4 separate regions of the Mus musculus genome follow, and all the other regions are linked to region 2. A link is a contact called in public promoter capture Hi-C data. All regions are on one chromosome and are shown on one strand. Each heading gives the region's core, a stretch centred on a gene start, on an enhancer-like site or on the middle of the called end of the contact. The rest is flanking DNA. Distances are from core to core; before and after follow the strand shown. Region 1 overlaps Sh3gl1 (SH3-domain GRB2-like 1). Region 2 holds the start of Khsrp (KH-type splicing regulatory protein). Region 3 holds the start of Zfp119b (zinc finger protein 119b). Region 4 holds the start of Stap2 (signal transducing adaptor family member 2).

What was found. Promoter capture Hi-C pulls out the DNA fragments that hold promoters and counts their contacts. Capture Hi-C pulls out chosen DNA fragments and counts their contacts.
Region 1: a promoter capture Hi-C map of hippocampal neurons shows a contact between it and region 2, with 3 times the contacts expected there. The contact joins the enhancer-like site here to the promoter of Khsrp in region 2. A contact is called at or near these places in 6 of 39 promoter capture datasets (cranial neural crest, embryonic stem cells, hippocampal neurons and 3 more), 2 of 484 Hi-C or Micro-C datasets (CD4 T cells and muscle stem cells), 3 of 115 datasets of contacts at active chromatin or transcription factors (embryonic hindbrain, embryonic stem cells and pancreatic cancer cells) and 3 of 9 other capture datasets (adipose tissue, liver and pancreatic islet).
Region 3: a contact with region 2 is called in a promoter capture Hi-C map of embryonic stem cells, with 2.7 times the contacts expected there. The contact joins the promoter of Zfp119b here to the promoter of Khsrp in region 2. A contact is called at or near these places in 2 of 39 promoter capture datasets (embryonic stem cells and erythroid cells) and 1 of 484 Hi-C or Micro-C datasets (uterus).
Region 4: a contact with region 2 is called in a promoter capture Hi-C map of adipose tissue. The contact joins the promoter of Stap2 here to the promoter of Khsrp in region 2. A contact is called at or near these places in 1 of 39 promoter capture datasets (liver), 1 of 484 Hi-C or Micro-C datasets (B cells), 2 of 115 datasets of contacts at active chromatin or transcription factors (embryonic hindbrain and embryonic stem cells) and 1 of 9 other capture datasets (adipose tissue).

What each region holds. Positions count from the first base shown.
Region 1 is chr17:56,026,809-56,029,574 of GRCm38.p6, reverse strand. All of the region lies in intron 1 of Sh3gl1 (SH3-domain GRB2-like 1), which reads left to right. Among named protein-coding and RNA genes, the nearest start is that of Sh3gl1, 8.4 kb to the left of the region's middle. Within about 2 kb of position 1,499, at least 48 of the 459 cell types and tissues checked have an H3K27ac peak or open chromatin away from gene starts, as enhancers often do. A contact at or near this core is called in adipose tissue, hippocampal neurons, liver and 1 more, where this site is marked.
Region 2 is chr17:57,030,174-57,033,050 of GRCm38.p6, reverse strand. It overlaps Khsrp (KH-type splicing regulatory protein), which reads left to right and starts at 1,544. Exons shown (of 18, transcript NM_010613.3): 1 at 1,544-1,903. The coding sequence starts at 1,652. Slc25a41 (solute carrier family 25, member 41) reads left to right here. Exons shown (of 7, transcript NM_175333.3): 7 at 1-279. The coding sequence ends at 55.
Region 3 is chr17:55,943,801-55,946,521 of GRCm38.p6, reverse strand. Zfp119b (zinc finger protein 119b) reads left to right here and starts at 1,263. Exons shown (of 4, transcript NM_146249.4): 1 at 1,263-1,350. The coding sequence starts at 1,348.
Region 4 is chr17:56,006,794-56,009,645 of GRCm38.p6, reverse strand. It overlaps Stap2 (signal transducing adaptor family member 2), which reads left to right and starts at 1,510. Exons shown (of 14, transcript NM_145934.3): 1 at 1,510-2,229. Mpnd (MPN domain containing) reads right to left here and starts at 445. Exons shown (of 13, transcript NM_026530.5): 1 at 390-445; 2 at 60-316. The coding sequence starts at 396.

The sequences.
Region 1 (2,766 bases), core at 250-2,749, 1.0 Mb after region 2:
GTTCCCCAGCTTGCCCACCAGCACTCATATGGACCTGTGCAGGAGCTCAGGAGCCTCACCAGCTGCCTGTTCACTCCATAGCCTGACTACTCTTCACAGGAAGTGTTTTAGTTATTTCCTTTTCAGACAGTCTTACTCTAATCCATCCTAACTTGAATTCACAGTCCTATTCCAGCTTCCCAAGTCCTGAGGTCACAGCTGTTCACCACCATGTCTAGCCTAAAGCTCCATTTTAAATCTGCCTTTAATGGATTCTTCCAGGGTGTGACATAGTGGCAGAGCCCCTGCCCCCAAAGTCCCCAGTGAGGGGCTGGGGGCGTAGCCTAGGGGTAAAGCCCCCTCCCTGTATGGGCAGGGGCTCTGGCTCCATCACCATAACTCTGGAACAAAAGGTAGGAGGGGAGTCTTGGTGTTTTTGTGTGCCATGATTAGGTAAGTGGAGTTTCAGATACCCTAGGGAGAGAGTGAAGAGTAAATTCTCTGGTTCACAGTGGGTGTCCCAGTGTGGCAGGTTGGAGAACTGTGCAAAGCTCACTCATGCCCACCCAGGAGTTTCCCCTGGCCTTGTGTAACAGTAAAAGGATCATCATAGGAACAGTGTTGTCCCCACACCACCTCTGGGAGTCACCTGGCCCTTGGCAGTTTCATCTTAACTCCCTGGTGTCTAACACCACAGCTTCCCCATGGTCTCAGGGAAATTAGGGTTCTGCAGGTTTGAGACTGAGTCTGAAGACAACTGAAGACCTGAGGATTTGGAGTGAGGTTGTAGGGCCTGGAGGAAGGGTTGGCAGTCAGTGGCTTCTGCTGGCAACTGTCTTAAGGAGTGTCCAGACATCACCATGGCCAGCAGGAATCAACTGCAGTCCAGTCCTGCTGGCTGTCAGCAGGACAGTATGTGATGCCGCTGCTGCTAGGGCTCAGCCAGCTGTGAGTAGAGATGCTCTCTGAGGCCCTTGCAGAGAGGCTCCATTCCACCCTCTCCAGGGTAACAGGCTATGCCTGTGCTCATGCACACTAACAGCTAGCGCTGCCTCTGTTCTTCAGAGCCAGCAGAGTGGCAAGCTGTACTTGGCCCATGTACTCCAGGATTGTACGATACAGGGGCCACCTCCCTTCCTCAGTGTAAGGCACAAGCTGTTTCTGATGACATCTAGAATAAGTCCTGTTAGTTAGGGACCTTGAGATGGCATGGGGCACTGTCAGCAGGAGGTGGCAGATGATGACCCAGTTATCCATATGTGGTGGTTGGAAATCTGCTTTGTGAATGAGCTGTCTGTGAACTCAGATGCTGTCACCATTTCATCTGTCATTTGTCCTAGCAGAGGGGTACGATACCTCTAAGTCTCGCTGTTTTTGCAGTGGGGCAGTACATGGTCATCATGTGGCTGACCCTTGGGCAGGTGCCCTGGCTGAGAGCCCTGCCTGCTTGCTGTGACCATATCGGTATCTGTGATCCTAGCCTGGAAAATAACCAGGTTATTCCATCGGTGTGACCCTGTCCAGGCCCAGAGCCACTGTTGCTGTGTGTTTGAACCCTTGGGGAGGGTGATATTTCAGCCACCCTGTTGTGTTGCCCAAGCTGGCGAACCACAAAAAGCTTGGGAGGCTCCCAGGCCTATGGTCAGTCCTGTTCTCTGAGAACCAGGGCTGCTGGCCTAAGCATGGGTCCTGGCACTCAGGAGACAGAGGCAGGGGGATCACCATGAATCTGAAGCTAAGGCCATCACTTGAACTCTTGCCACTCAGCCTCTATACTTCCTAGCTCATCTGCCATCCCAGGGTCTGCACTCTCAACAGAGCTGGCACCTGGGCCTGTGTTCCTAGTGGGATCAAAGGCTGCCATGCTGCTTCTGGTCCCAGCTCCCCAAGCCTCTCACCAAGTGACCCCGCGGCCTCGAAGCTTCCACGCCTCCACACTCCCAGGCTTCAGTCAGTGCGTGTGCTTTTCAGGCTGATCCCTGAGTATGGTGCTCATGTGCACTTGTGTCCCAGGATGAGGAAATATAAGCCTCACAGGCCACAGAAGCTGAGCTCTGTCAGGATGCTGGTGTGCTGCTGTTGGCTGTGACTGAAGTAGTCCAGTGTCGTTCCAAATTAAGGGTCCTGCACTGGTGACTTGAGAGATGTGTTGAGTGGGACCTGGCCTCTGAAAGTCATCTTCACTCTGCTTTCAGTCACTGTAACAACATGCCTGGGAGGGGCAGTTTTGCCGAGAGAGGTTTGTTCTGGCTTAGTTAGGAGGTTTCAGTCTCTGTCATAGGCCTTTTTGCTTTAGGGATCCCACAGTTCCTAACGAGGGCACACTCATAGATCTAAGGACCAGGATCAGTATCTGGGCCTTTAGAGAATGGAAGCCAGTATTCTGAGCCCTTGCCCTTGTTACTGACTGAAGGCACTTCCTGTGCTGTGCAGACCCAACCTTCAGCTCTGTACACTTGTCCCCTGGGCACTGACAATAAATCACTGGTCACAGGCACTGCTGAATGTTCATTCAGGAAGCTGGCAATATGTCCAGGTTTATGCACAAAACACATTGACCAGGTTAACCCTGTGGGTGTCCTGCACTGCATAATCCTCATTAACTCCTTCCTGCAGTGCCTCTGGAGCTCACAGTGTCTAAGGGCATGGGTTGCAGGAAGGTAGGGCACCTCTGAGACTAATTTCATGTGCTCTCCTGAGGAACGTGTTGGCAGTTTTAATGGGACTATGTCCCATGCCGGGTTCCTCTTGCTCATCTGACAGGCCACTGGCATCCCTCTTGTCTGG
Region 2 (2,877 bases), core at 295-2,794:
CCTGGTGTATGAAGCCATGAAGAAAACCCTGGGTGTACAAGTCCTGAGCAGATGACCTGCCCTGAACAAGAAGAGAATGGAAGACCCAGTGTCCCTGAGTCTCAAAAAGCACTCCAAGGCTCAGGCTTTAAGGCCATTTTGGTTTGCAAAAACCACCCAGGACTCGGATTAGAAAAGCGCTGGGAGTCCTCCAATTGGGATTCTGAGTTGGGATTCCAGCCGGGTTTTTGCAGGCTTGTTCAAGAGAAGATGCAGACAATGAATAAAGATAGTTTTGGACGTCTGTGTCTGAGATTAGCTGGTTCTGGGTGGGAGCTGGGAGATGGGGTGTATCGTCTAGGGTGCTTGCCTAGCATTTATGAGATCCTAAGTTCAACCCCCACCCTGACGACTTGGGGATCAGGAGGACCTGAGATTTTGGGGTCCAGGCTAGGAGCTCTAGGGGTCTTGAACTCCGGTAAATGGACCTGGGACTTCTGGGCCCAGGGTGGCAACTGGAAGTTTGGACTCCTGTGGGAACTTGGGGTTCCTTCTTAGTCCAGGGTTGGGAGCAGGAGACTTGGACCCCTGTGGGGGGCCTGGGTCGAGGTTGGGAATAGGCTTGAAGTTTGAGGAGTTGGTGTCATGAGTCTTGGAAGTGAAGGTCCTTTGAGGGAAAATCTTCACCCAATTTCGGGCCACCACTCCCCCCACCCCCCAAGGCTTCGGGCAGGCCACGGGCAAGGCCTCCCCAAGCCAGGCTACTGGGGCGCTGACTTAAGGTCCTGCCCATAGTTCCGGCTGCTGAGCACTACCTCCCACGTCCTCTGCCACTCACTTCTGCTCCCACTAATCCGCTCCTGCCGCCTGGTAGCGGGTTCCACCCCAATGCAGATGCGCTTTCACTGGCTCTCAGCAAGCGGGCACTATTACTTCTGTTACTGCTATTTGTCCACAGAGGGGTCAATCATTGAACGCTTGCCCTTGTCGCTCAGCCATTGGCTCAGAAGTCAGAGGACAAGGATTCTGAGAAAAGTCACGTCCAAATCCAAGCGCATCCTCCAAAATGCTTCGGGGACTGGATCAAATGACTGCCAATCTTAGCAAGCACCGCCTCCTAAGTGTATTCATTAGCTGGTGTTGACGACTATCTTGCCGAGCGCCCGCCCAGCTCATCCCAGAGAATTTTCATAGGCTCCGCCCTCAAGGCCACGTGACTGATCAGAGCCGTCACTCTCATCCTAGAGCCGCCCCGAGAAGGTGGAACTCGCGCTTCATTGGGCCTCCTGACTTCTCGCGTGACTTCCAATTGCCCGCCCAGCGCCAGCAGCCCTGGGCTTATTGAGTCCTATCTTCGTCAGTCACACCGCGCCTCCCGCCCCCTGCATCTTCCGAAGCTCTGACTGGTCGCCCGGATTTACGGCCCACGATTGGCGGGCGTAGAGTGGTAGCCGTATACTACTGGCTGTTCCTCGGCGTCCGTCAAGCCGGTGGCGGGAGGAGGTGCCCCTCTTCCCCCTCCGCGACCCCCCCTCCCCGTCGCCTTCCCAGCCGCTGGCTTCCCATCGTGCTCCGCGGCCGTGTGGAGCGAGGCCTTGTTCCCGCGTTGAGCCGCCGCCGCCTCCGCCTCCTCAGCTTGAAGCCTCCGCACCAAGCCCGTCCCCGCCGCGCCATGTCGGACTACAACACCGGAGGTCCCCCGCCCGGCCCGCCGCCTCCCGCTGGCGGCGGAGGGGGAGCCGCGGGTGCGGGAGGAGGCCCTCCGCCGGGCCCGCCGGGCGCGGGAGACCGGGGCGGCGGAGGCCCTGGCGGCGGCGGCCCGGGTGGAGGAGGCGCGTCCGGGGGCCCCTCACAGCCTCCCGGTGGCGGCGGCCCTGGGATCCGCAAGGACGCCTTCGCCGACGCCGTGCAGCGGGCCCGCCAGGTGAGGGGGCCGCGAGGGCGCGTGCGCGCGCGCGGGGGAGGGGGCAGCGGCGCGCGCGGGGTCGCGGGAGGGTCACGTGGGCGGCGGGCTCGGGGCGGGGAGTCTGGGGCCGTCACGGTGTGAGGGTGACCCTCTGCGTGCGTGTAGTTAAGGGTGCGTTGAAGGGGGGATCTCCGAAAACTAGACTTTGCACTGGACGGTTTCTCTTGGGTACCAGGGCTTGCAGCCTTTGGGGTCCCTGAGACCCACCCCTGTACTTGCACCAGGTCTTCTCTATTAGGAGGGTTGCAGCTTTGGAGTTCCCACGATTTTTTTCCTGGGTGTACTAGAGGATTCCTCTAGGACCCATAAAGGTTGCAGTCTGGGACAGTGTCCCCAAGAGCCACCCCCCGAGCTTGCACCCGTTATTTCCATTCAAGATATAGGGTTTGCATTCTGAGGACCACTCTAAAGTCCAAGACTGTTTGTGATTTGGAGAGGTCTCCTAGTTTTCCAAAGGCCTGAGCTTGAATGTTATGAGGATGTCCCCAAGAATCACTCCTGGGTTTTCACTTAGGCACCCCCTTAGGACCCATGGGGTTCTAGAAACTGAGGCAGATCTGTAAGAGCAATTCCTGAGTTCATGAAGGATGGGGTCAGAGATGCTGTGAGACCCCTCTTTGAACCCTTGGAGTCTTAGGGTCCCCAAGGGCTTCTCAGGGTTTGTAAAGTTGCATCGCAGGATGGTAGGAGACCGCTATTCAGAGACCTGAGGGTTCAGAATATATTAGTTCCCAAGACGGAGTCCTAGGTTTGCACAGGGACTGAGCTTGGCCGTATACTTAGAAAGTGGGGGGGACCCATCTTAGCACACATTTGCACCCGCCCAGAAATTCAACTCCCTTTTAGAGGATCTTGCTTTACACACCATTACTCCTATTTTCAAGTCAAAACAGGTCCCCTGGCCCATTTCTGTACCTTCCCTAGGAAGGGAT
Region 3 (2,721 bases), core at 14-2,513, 1.1 Mb after region 2:
GAGGTATCTATCCTGTGTCCTTCTAGCCAACATTGCTAAATTATCTTTCTGCTGACTGTCTCATTCTCCACCTATAGTGTATCAGAGCTGTATATCATCTGAAAAAACTTGCTTAACATGAGCCATCATGTTATGCAAGACATAGTGACCCCAAACTTTCTATTTTTGTCTTCTCCTCCCAGGTTCTCACCCTGGTCACCTCCCCTTTGGGGGCCAGAATAGTTGGTGTTTGGGTTCATAGACCAAGCTGGTTTAAACTTTTTTTTTTTTTGTGAGACAGGATTGCTTTGTGTATCCCTCCCTGGCTGTCCTGGAACTACTCTTTATACTAGGCTTAAACTTTTGATGTCCTGACTCCATTTCCCAAGTGCTGGCATGATGAGCCAGTGCAACCACTAAAGGCTGGGAATGTGTGTTTTGGCTACCAGTGTTTAACTGAGAGAAGTGTGAGCAATTTAGATGAGTCTTTTTAAAAAATGGTTGATGCCCGGTGAATATCAACCAGGAGGTTTAAATTTGACCTGGATAGTCTGGGTGCCCTTTTGGCTGTGAGGCAGGTGGATCACTCCACTTGAGGTTGTTTAGTGATCTGTGTATGCTAGAGACCTTGTGCCTAGATTAAATAGCCTCCTGGGTGCAGCAGAGCAGGGACGACTGCAGTCCTGCTGTTAGGAAACATTATATAGTAAGGTGAAGTAGCTTTGGCAGATCGAGCCGAAGTGTGTCCTGAGAAATTACGCCATGCATCTGGTGTAAAAAAACTTTATTGGGGGTGGGGGTTGGGGGACTGAGGTCCTGGGGAAGGGACAGAGGCAGAGAAGTGGACATGACAGACAGAGAGAGAAAGAAGCGCACACGGGGAACAGAGAGACGGCCTGCTGAGTAGGGAGAGAGCTCCGGTGGCTTAGGTGGATACATTCATCCTGAAACAGACCGGGCGCGCCTGGTGGCATCAGCAAATGATGGCATCTGATGACAGAAGTCTCTGCTAGGTCCCCGAGAGTAGGTTTGTGGACCTGCCTGTACGCTAACAGGCGCAAGTTCTGTGGCGATATGTCCCTGTCTCTCCGCGTCTGGGACAGTTCTGTGCCTGAGCGGAGACCAGGACTGGGAACCACTGTGCTGTGACACTTCACAGCCCTCGGTGTCTAGGGGAGCTGTCACTCATTCCTCACTAGCCAATCACGGCCGCATGGATCCGCTAGCCAGAATGGGGAGAGCACTTCCGTTCCCTAATACTAAAGGTTCGGGCTCGGGTCTGAGGGAGGCTCTTGTGGTTCTGTGTCCTGGTCTGCCACCCGCTGCCGGGAGCTGTGAGGAGAGCGGGGCGAGCTCGGTCTCCACGCCATGGTGAGCGGGGCCGCCGTCCCCACGCGGGGAGGAGCCGCGGGAGACTGTGTTGGGTTCCTCCCGGGGTGCGGGAACCGGCGGTCAGACTCGCCGCCCGGCGTGATTGCGTTTGTTCACCTGAGGTCCCTGCACCTCCGGAGCGGAAGCGCGACGTCTGACTTCGATCCCGGGCTGCGCCTGCGCAGAGTGTGGGGCGCGGGTCCTGGAGTGAAAACATCCTTGTTGCTGACGTCACCATGCAGTGAGCGCCTCAGCTGCTTTTCCTGTGTCCAGGGAAGGCAGATATGCTGACATGGAGAACCCTAGTTTCTCCGGTGTCTTCTACAAGTTCTGCACTTGGCACTTGATGTTCAGGAGTAGGATCCGTCCGCAGTTAGCTCTGTGCAGATGCAAAGTGTTTGCCATCGACACAGACTTGTAGATGCCTTGACCGTCCAGTAACGTGTGTTAGTAAGGCCAGGCTCACTGGGTTTCCTGGTCTCTTTCATCAACATTTACTCTATTTTACTTGTGTATTTTTTTTTTTTTCTGTCTAAGTTTGTTCTCATGTTCTGTTGATCTCTATTCTTTCCCAGGAAGTACTGTGCAGGCAGGTTTTTCCGGTTCCCTGAGAGAACTGGGTGGGGAGGGAAACAAGGGATAATACAGAGAAAAGATACATACTTAGATCTGAGTTTGGTCAGGCAGTGGTGGCGCACGCCTTTAATCCCAGCACTTGGGAGGCAGAGGCAGGTGGATTTCTGAGTTCGAGGCCAGCCTGGTCTACAGAGTGAGGTCCAGGACAGCCAGGGCTACACAGAGAATCCCTGTCTTGAAAAAGCCAAAACCAAACCAAACAAAAGAACAACAACAAACAGAAAAAACATAACAAAAAACCCCTGAGTTTGCAGGCCTCCAATTGTTTAATCTCTACTTAGACAAGGTAAGGAAGGTTATATTAAGAAAACCTGTATCCCAGCCAAAGGAGTTGTCTCTTCCCTATTTGGAAGAAATATTTTCTATCTTTTGTCTATCTGTCTGCTTATTTTTTTTTCTTGCTGTTTATATTTTCTTTCTTTATTGCAGCTGTTTGAGGTTTTGATGTCAGGTTATCGCTGTGTTTAGTATATGTCCAGTTTTGTGTGTTGATTATTTTTTTCATTCTTGGTTACTTATTTTCATCAGTTTCCTTTGGTATCAAAAATGGTGACACTTTTTATTGGGCATTTGTTGAATTTATAGCTCAAATTCTGCATTGTGATATTTTAGCATACTAGCCAAGATGGCAGCATACTACACAGTTGCTTTCTACTCAAGGTTAGGTCATTTCCTGCTAAGGTGAGGCCATCTTCCATCTTCTCAAAGGTTAAATGTAAAGTGCTACAGCCTTTT
Region 4 (2,852 bases), core at 261-2,760, 1.0 Mb after region 2:
TCAGTTTCTCTTTATACGCTAGCAGTGGAGGACATGAACGGTCTCCGGGGGTCGCTCACCAGGTAGTAGATGGATAGCACCCCCTCACCGGGCTCCAGCAGCTCGTCTTTGAGCAGCACCCGAAGCGTGACCGCGCGCCTCGTGAGCGCGCCCCCTAGGGCCATCCCAGGCCCTGCCGTGCCGCCTCCGCTGCCACCGAGGCTGCCGCTGCGCCCTCCGCTACCCGTCCCGCGCTCGGGGTCCTCGGCCTCCGCGTCGTCCTCATCCTCCTCCGGCGCCTCCTCGGCCGTGGCCCCGGGAGACAGAGACTCGGGAGCTGCAGCGAAATAGCAACTGGCTGCAGAGGTCGCGTCCCGCTGCCCCGTCCCCGCCTGCGCGGACCATCCTACCTGCCATGGACGCTGTGTCCCGGCACAGCCTCCTCCGAGTGAACGGGCTCCTCCCCGCGCGGGGACACAGCAGTCTATTGGTTACTGAAAATGGGTGGGGAGGTTTGGCCCGCCGGGGGCGGAGGGGATACGGAGCGGTTGGGTTGTGCTTGCACTGGAGTTGGAGCGATCCGGTGCAATTTGGCGAAACTAAAGCTGGAGGTTGGGGGAGACCTGGAGAAGGAAACAGGCCCAGGACCTTCTCATTCAGGGACTAGAGATACCATACTCGAGGCCACCAGCTACTAGGTTGCAACTTTGATCCCTGAGCAGGAGTGGCTCAGCTTTCAGGAAAGAGATGGAAACCTTAGGTCTTGGGCCTGCCCACGCGCAGTTAAAGAAATGAGGGAAGACCTTGGGACACAAGGGAAACTGAAGCAGATGGTGAACTAGAGGGAAAAACAGACTCAGGACGCCGCCCCCCATCCCCTGCTCTCAGGGGGACTATACTCCCTTAGTGGGGCTGCATCCTGGAGCTCATGATTCCCTCAGCCTACAGCAGCGATGAAGGAAGCTGCTAGTGAGGCTAGTGCGCTAGCTAAAGGCAGAGCCCTTGATGGTTGGGAGCAGGGAAGAAACAGGTTTGTAAGAAATGTAGAGCCGCTTTAGGAAAGCAGCTGCGCGTTATAGCTGGATCGAAAGGTCTGAGCCTGGCCAGCTTTAGCCTTTCTAGGGTTAACTCAGCCCAATGGCAGTTCTCATCAGCCAATCACCAGGTGCCTCCAGCATCCAATCAGCGACAAGGGATGGTTCCCACTCAGCCAATCGGCGTTCACGTGTAATCAGCGAGCGGGAAGGGGCGGTGTTACTAGGCGCCCAAGGCCCTGGGCCTTTGTTCTCATCCTGATTTGTCCTTCATCACAGATTACCCCAACCCAGGGAGGTCTGAAAATCCGGGTGGCCTCAAACTGGGGAAAGAGGCAGGATGCTCTGGAAAGGTCTGAGTAATGAGAATCATTCTTTTTTTTTTTTAAGATTTGTTTATTTATTTATTATATGTAAGTACACTGTAGCTGTCCTCAGACACTCCAGAAGAGGGAGTCAGATCTCGTTATGGATGGTTGTGAGCCACCATGTGGTTGCTGGGATTTGAACTCCTGACCTTCGGAAGAACAGTCGGGTGCTCTTACCCACTGAGCCATCTCACCAGTCCGAGAACCACTCTTCCCTTAGCCCAGGCCACCAGACTTTGGGCTCCATAGTTTACCGCTTCCAAGTCCCGGCACAATATGCAGGTCTAACCATCTTGTAAACAGGCAAAGCCTTGAGAGAGGCTCCAAGTTCTGCTCACTGGACGTTTTCATCCTGTTTATCTTCCACCTCGATCCAAAAGGGACTTTTCTATGATGTAACTACTGCCACATCCTATCCTTGCGCTACAACAGTCCTTGGCTCCCGGCTAATTTTTCTTTTCCTTCCTTCCACTTGCAGTGATCCTCCTGCTCAGCCCCCTCCTGCTTACGTCATAGGCTTGCATCCCCACACCTAGCTCCCCTGTGGCCTTTGACACTTTGAAGCAACTACTGTGGCTTGACAATGTACAGAAACCTAAAGATAACATTGGTTGAAGATAAAGGAAGGTTGTGCCACTCACAGCCACTATCTGGGTCCCCATCTCCACCCTTTTACCTGTGTAAAGTCCAGGTGCCCTAGCTGGGAACTGAAGAAAATGAGTTCACAATCTGTTCTGCCTTTGCCTTTTGAAAATAGCATCTCGCAGGGCAGTGGTGGCCTGTGATCCTAGCACTTGGGAGGCAGAAGCCGGTGGATTTCTAAATTCAACGCCAGCCTGGTCTACAGAGTGAGTTCCAGGACAGCCAGGGCAATTCAGAGAAATCCTGTCTTGAACCTCCGCCACCCCCCACCCCCCCATCCCCAAAATAGCATCTCAGGCAGACCGCACTAGACTCAAGTTACTATGTAACTACGGCTGCTCCGGTCTCTTCCTCCCAAGTTCTGGGAAAACCCAAATGTACTACCACGCCTGGCCAAATTTACAATTACACACTGATCAATTGTACTGGAATTGACCTTAGAGCCTTGTCCTAGCCAGGAGCCAGGTACACTACCACCACAAGCCAGGCGCCCAGGCCCTCTCAAGACCGTTCTTAGTGGGGGGCCTGGGGGCGTGGTCAGGGCAGAACCTCAGCGCAGAATCACACTGGGAAGGGCTGTGTGTAACCGATAGAGCACTTACTCAGGTTGTGCAAAGGGCTTGAGTTGCTTCTACAGCGACAAGGGGAAAAAAAAAAAAAAAGTAGAAAGCTAAAGAAATAAACTGACTTGGTTTGCGGTTTGTTATAAAATTTCAAAGTACCAAAAGCAGTGAACGTCAGGCCTGCTGTCCCGCACCTGTCTGTCATTTCAGCACTTGAGAGGCTGAGGCAGTTAAAAATCAGCTTGGGGGGCTGGTGAGATGGCTCA